Linked DNA regions of Salmo salar: region 2 is linked to region 1. The links are chromatin contacts, called in public Hi-C maps. All regions are on one chromosome and are shown on one strand. The core of a region is the stretch at or near the end of the contact, and the rest is flanking DNA. Distances in the headings are between cores, read along the strand shown.

The links. Hi-C and Micro-C count contacts between places; a contact is called where the count stands out from the background.
Region 2: a contact with region 1 is called in a Hi-C map of gill, with 3 times the contacts expected there. The contact joins the promoter of LOC106612391 here to the enhancer-like site in region 1. A contact is called at or near these places in 2 of 3 Hi-C or Micro-C datasets (gill and muscle).

The regions. Positions count from the first base shown.
Region 1 is chrssa09:115,879,718-115,882,417 of Ssal_v3.1, forward strand. No RefSeq gene overlaps it. Among protein-coding and RNA genes, the nearest start is that of egln2, 16 kb to the left of the region's middle. Within about 2 kb of position 1,429, at least 9 of the 13 cell types and tissues checked have an H3K27ac peak or open chromatin away from gene starts, as enhancers often do. A contact at or near this core is called in gill and muscle, where this site is marked.
Region 2 is chrssa09:115,978,832-115,981,531 of Ssal_v3.1, forward strand. LOC106612391 (fukutin-related protein) reads right to left here and starts at 1,380. Exons shown (of 2, transcript XM_014213480.1): 1 at 1,296-1,380; 2 at 1-516. The coding sequence starts at 362. LOC106612402 (striatin, calmodulin binding protein 4) reads left to right here and starts at 1,369. Exons shown (of 18, transcript XM_014213497.2): 1 at 1,369-1,884. The coding sequence starts at 1,603.

The DNA.
Region 1 (2,700 bases), core at 179-2,678:
AGCCTTCAGGCTTAAAGAAAAACTCCTTTAATACTCATGGACAATATTTTCACCACATAGGCCTACACACTACTTTATAAAATACATCTATGCAAGGTTATATGTATTATATTTAAAGAAGGGGGAAGGGTGGGGGAATGTTTGATATTGAATTTTGTTTTCTTTATTCTGTCAAAGCCATTTCAGGAACTGAAACAAGTGCACCAAGATATACCAAACATTGAATTAAGTATAGTCTACCATTCATTCTCCAGCCTGACGCTTAGTCACATGGAAAACCCCCCAAATATGTAATGGACAGATTTTGTAAATAGTTGCATTCAAAGAACTAACGTTGATGATTGGCTTTAGGCTGCAGCCTGGCAGTGTTGACAGAATGGACAATGTACCCAGCAGTGTGCCCACCCACAGTCCTTGGCAGTGCCCCCTGCAAGTTCTTGAACCACCAACACAATATTAGAGGTCAGCCAGTTCGATACTATTTAAATTACTCGTTCTGTCTTTCACTTTGGGTAATGCCTTGTTAGGGGCGGAGTCTAGGAAGTTCCAATCACACAACGTCTGTCATAGACCACTCTACTTCCTATATAATGGGCCATAGTCCTTTCCCATCCTCACTTCTTTCGTCTTCCTCACGGATTGAAATAAAATCCTCTACTCTTTTCAGCATCAACTTGGACCTCTGCTTTCCTGCTAACACAGGTGAACCGTCAAAGACTCTGCCACCGAGTGTAGCACAACAGCTTCTAATCGAGAGGATTGAGCTCGCAAGAAAGCTACTTCTCAGTCTCTGGCTCAGCTAGCGCCACATGGCTAGCTCTCACCCTACCAGCCTGCTTAGCTACCTGCTTCGTGCTGCTTATTCCCATCAAGGTGGAAGAAAGGAAATAGACTTTTGAGATTCGGTTAGCCAGGAATGGTCCGTTTTTATGGAGGTGGGGGCCACTAAAATTTGAACTCATCATGAGGGGCTGCAGTGGCTCGCGGGTCTGTGTACACACATTCATACTGACTCTGTCAGAGCCAGCACTAGCCTTTTTGGGGGCCATAAGCAAAATTTGGTTGGGCAGTGGAGAAAGAAAATACATTTTTTTAGAGTTAGTTTCTTGCAATTCTATACTTTTTGTCATGGGGCGGAGAGAAATTTTGCAGTTTTTAATATTATATCTGAGTGGAAGTGACTAACAAAATCAATGGTGTCCCTCCGGTTGGTAATTCGACCATGATTAAAAGTTCAGATAGCTGGCCGCTAGACTAATTTACCAATCTAAAATTGTTTTGCATATAGAGCAACGCCAACTAGTGGTGCTCTCCAGCTGATTGTGTGCCATTTACGACAGGCTTGTAGCCCACTCTACGGACTCATAGCTACCGCTACCAGGCGAAGCTAACCAGCTAGCTCACCTAAGACTTACGCCATTTGCTTTGTCTTCAACAAACAGTGTACTACAGTAGCAATAGCGAGGCAATTGGCCTACAGGGAGAACAATAGCTAGTTAATGCCAGGACTAGCCCCGCAGCTACCGCCTGCAAGTACACGCTTAGAGCTAGCTCTTTCTGCTTTTATACTTACACTGGGTAGCAGTACTTCTCCCCTAGTTTAGCTACCCAGTGCCCTCGCTGGCTAGGCTAACTGGTTATGCCTCTCGGTACTACATTCATGGGAGATTTTTAGCCTGTAAGAGCCACAGTGCTCTTTGGCTAAGGAAGTGCTAACTACAGTTAGGCGTTTAGTCCACTAGGCTACTACTAGTCAACTGAGCTGCAGGGACCCCACGGTCAGGCTTTGAGTAGCTCACGTATAATGCGTCAAAACCTTCTCTCCCAGAGTTATGCCTACTGCTTTTCCCCGTACTGGGCAAACTAAGCCAAGCACTCGAATTCCTGCTATTATTAGCTAGGTTTAAAGGGAAGGGTTAGGAGTAGTATACAAACCCGGTTTAGGGGAATGGGTAAATAACTTTATTAAAAATAGGAAGTTGGGGATGGAAACTACTGGGAGCGGAGTGGTGGTTTGCTATTTTTGAAAAGTGGGATTCATATTTATAGTTATTGTTGACGTTTTTTGTTTCCATTGAGTTCTGTGGAAAAGAAAACATACAGTGCAGTAAAACTGGCGTTTAGGTTGTTAAAATGTCAGCTTCTATTGCAGTGCCTAAAGATGGGAGCAGACTGAGGCCCCTTATATAAGTGGAGTGGTCCACTATTGGCTGTTGCTCTTGTCGGTCTATGACAGACGTTGTGCGAATGGATCTTCCTAGACTCTTATCTTTGAAAACATCCCAAAATAAATGATTAAATAATGTAAAGGAAAAAACCTGTCAAAATTTTCATGAGGAAACAAAGGATGGAACACACCTGTTCCCATAAATAATTCTTCCCACAGCTTCCTGTTCCCTGTAGCGTTCCAACTGGAATGTGACTTACAGTATCTGTTTGTGATGAAAAAAACACTAGCCATGGCATATTGTTACATTGTAACAACCTACCTAAACGATTCACTTCTATCTTATAACTGAAAGAAAATGATCTGGTTTTGTATACGTCTATGGAAACAAAGTAACAGATAAGTGCACATATTTTGATTGTATAATGTGGACTACATATTGACCGACACTTATCTGTACCACTTTTTTTCTGGAGCAGGAAATACATTGTATCAGTCACCAAGTTCACTGCTCCCTATACAGCTGCACTGGA
Region 2 (2,700 bases), core at 130-2,629, 99 kb after region 1:
GGCGGGGTGTCAGACACAGCCAGGAAGGGCAGCTCAGGTCTCTGGTGCTGGAAGGAGCGTGCAACATCACCGACGTAGTTCTCAAAGTCCTCAAACTCCCGTAGGAGGATAGTCACACGAGGGCCGCGGCTGTTCCCCTCTCCCCCGACACCTCCAGCGCCAACCATCCCCGCGCCAACCCCTACCAGGCCCCCCATGCCGCCCTCCAGCCCGGAAGCAGGTAAGGCAGCCTTCCTGGAGCCGCTTCCTGGGTCCCGGCGTTTCTCCATCATCTGCTGCTGGGCTTGGGACACATAGTAGAGGATGAGCAGGTTCAGAGCGATGGCTCCAGTCAGAAGGCCCTGGCAGAAACTCACCCGCATGGCACCTCTTGCTGCGCTCGTCTGGCTCAGGGAAAGGAGAAGGTATAGGATGGAGCTATCTATTCAGAAAGCCTGTCCATAAATATCAGGACCCCATCAGTAAAGAGCTACTGCCTATGTGCATCAGAAGAGTAATGGCCAGCTGCTGGAATAGCTGAAATACACAGAAAACACAGGAATTTAAAATGAGTCCTAAAAAAAGAGTGGTTCTAAGCACTTCAGATGGCTGTGATAGGCTTTAGAGGCTGAAGTCTAGTTTATTACATTATATTCAAACGTCAAGGTACTTGGTGCAGTGTGCCTCCCATACATGGACTGGATTGCCCTAGTTCTCCTCAGCCAATACTTTGACCTAGATTGTAACCTTAACTATAAATTGCAGCCAAGTGAGCTACAGAGATGCTTCAAATTGATGTTCCATTTAAGTACAGGCCTATGCTCCCTTCTAGAATTGGTACCGTAGGCTATCAAGTATTGCTACAGCAATAATACCACATTTCCAGTAGCTAGAATTGTGTCTGCATAATGCAATGTACACCTATACTGCATGGCGCCTATGCAACCATGATCATTCTCAATCATTTCATATACATCATTTCATATAGACCACACCATAAATGACCCCTATAAACGCTTCATATGCACAACTCGTTTGTCTTCAAATGTGAATCACGTTCCCCCGTTATATAGCCTAACATTCTCCCAATCGTTCGAATGAAACAGCATACAAACCATAATGCACGTAACGTTACATCGAATTCGCTCGCTGTGTGGAAAGGTGGCTGAGCTAAGCGCAACATGAAGACACCGCCAGTGCAATAGCTCCTACTTACAGTGTAAAATATGAATGTTACACCGACAAATTAACTAAAGTAGTGTTAATATACTGAGAGTTTTAGATTAGTATCAACACCGCGGTGCGTAACGTTATACCCTTGCTTTGCTGTTTCGGAAACGATCACAGGGAGCTTGCGTGAGATCACAATATGGCAGGAAGCGACGGCCCTGGTTACTGTAATGGGACAGAAAAAAAAACGATTCCCGTCGACGCTGTAGTAGATTTGCACTTAGCTCATTTTTTGGCACCGTTTCTCCATGGGAGTTCTTGCGTTTCCTCTTTACGTGAGAGAGGAAGAAAGAAGGGTAGAGTGTTAAGTGCTGGGTTTGTGAGGGACGGGGCTGTTATTATCGTCGCTGCTTGTTTCCACCTCCCTGTCCTGGCGAAAGCTCAAGCGCTAAAATGGAGGCGGAAAGATCCGGCGGAGTAGCAGGGGGAACGAACCAGAACTCTGGAGGCAGCGGCGTGGGGCGCAACCCGAACGGGCCGAAATCAGTACTCGGGCAGGCGACAACAGCAGCGGCGGCAGCCGCCGGAGCGATGGCTGGATCGTCGCAGCCTCGAGAACCACAAGACGGCGACGCAGGCCTATCGCTTCCTGGGATCTTGCACTTTATCCAGTTCGAATGGGGACGCTTCCAGACCGAGAAATATCGTTGGGAAGCCGAGAGAGATGAACTCCGGGTAATTATAGTGTTATCATCTAGCTATAGCTATGTAGACTTTGTATTACTAGCTAGTTAAGATTTTAGAAAAAAAAGCTAGCCTAGCGTTGCCAACATCCCACAGAAGTCACGACCGCTCCTCAATACTTTCCCCAATCGGACAGAATTACGGTCCACATAATCACGAATCTATTTACCCTATGCTCCTGGATATCAGTTCCAAAGCTTGTTTTGCGATCAAAGCAAACCCAATATTTGGGGGTTCCAAAAAATGTCACCGTTCTTGACTAGTCTAAAACACTGTGTTGTGAATGTATTTAATGTATTGCATCAATCACAGGACTTTCAATGATCCGTGTGTTTCACATTGAGGCGCAGTCACTGTCAGAGCCACACGCTGATCCCAACGCAGCCAGACATGTATTCGACATTGTCTAATTATAGCGGATCACACAGGTGGCGGTGTCAATAGGCTTTGTAGAGTTGCTCCAACGGTAATTAACGCCAGATGGTTGGACTCCGCTGTTTTTCAACCCCTTCGTGGTTTCTGTTTTTCTCTGTGCGAGATTACGGTGGGTCACGTGACTCACTGTCAATTACAACAGGGATTCAGTAATGCGTTTGTAAATCCCGGAGCCGCGCGCGCGCACACACACACACACACACACACACACACACACACACACACACACACACACACACACACACACACACAAATACCGATGACGTAATGCGGTTCTTCCGCCGTTTACACACGTTCACATGTACACTCTTGCCTGCCTGGGGAGTGCAAAGCGTGTTTTTTTCCCCCTCATTGCTTTCCCCATTATGTGGC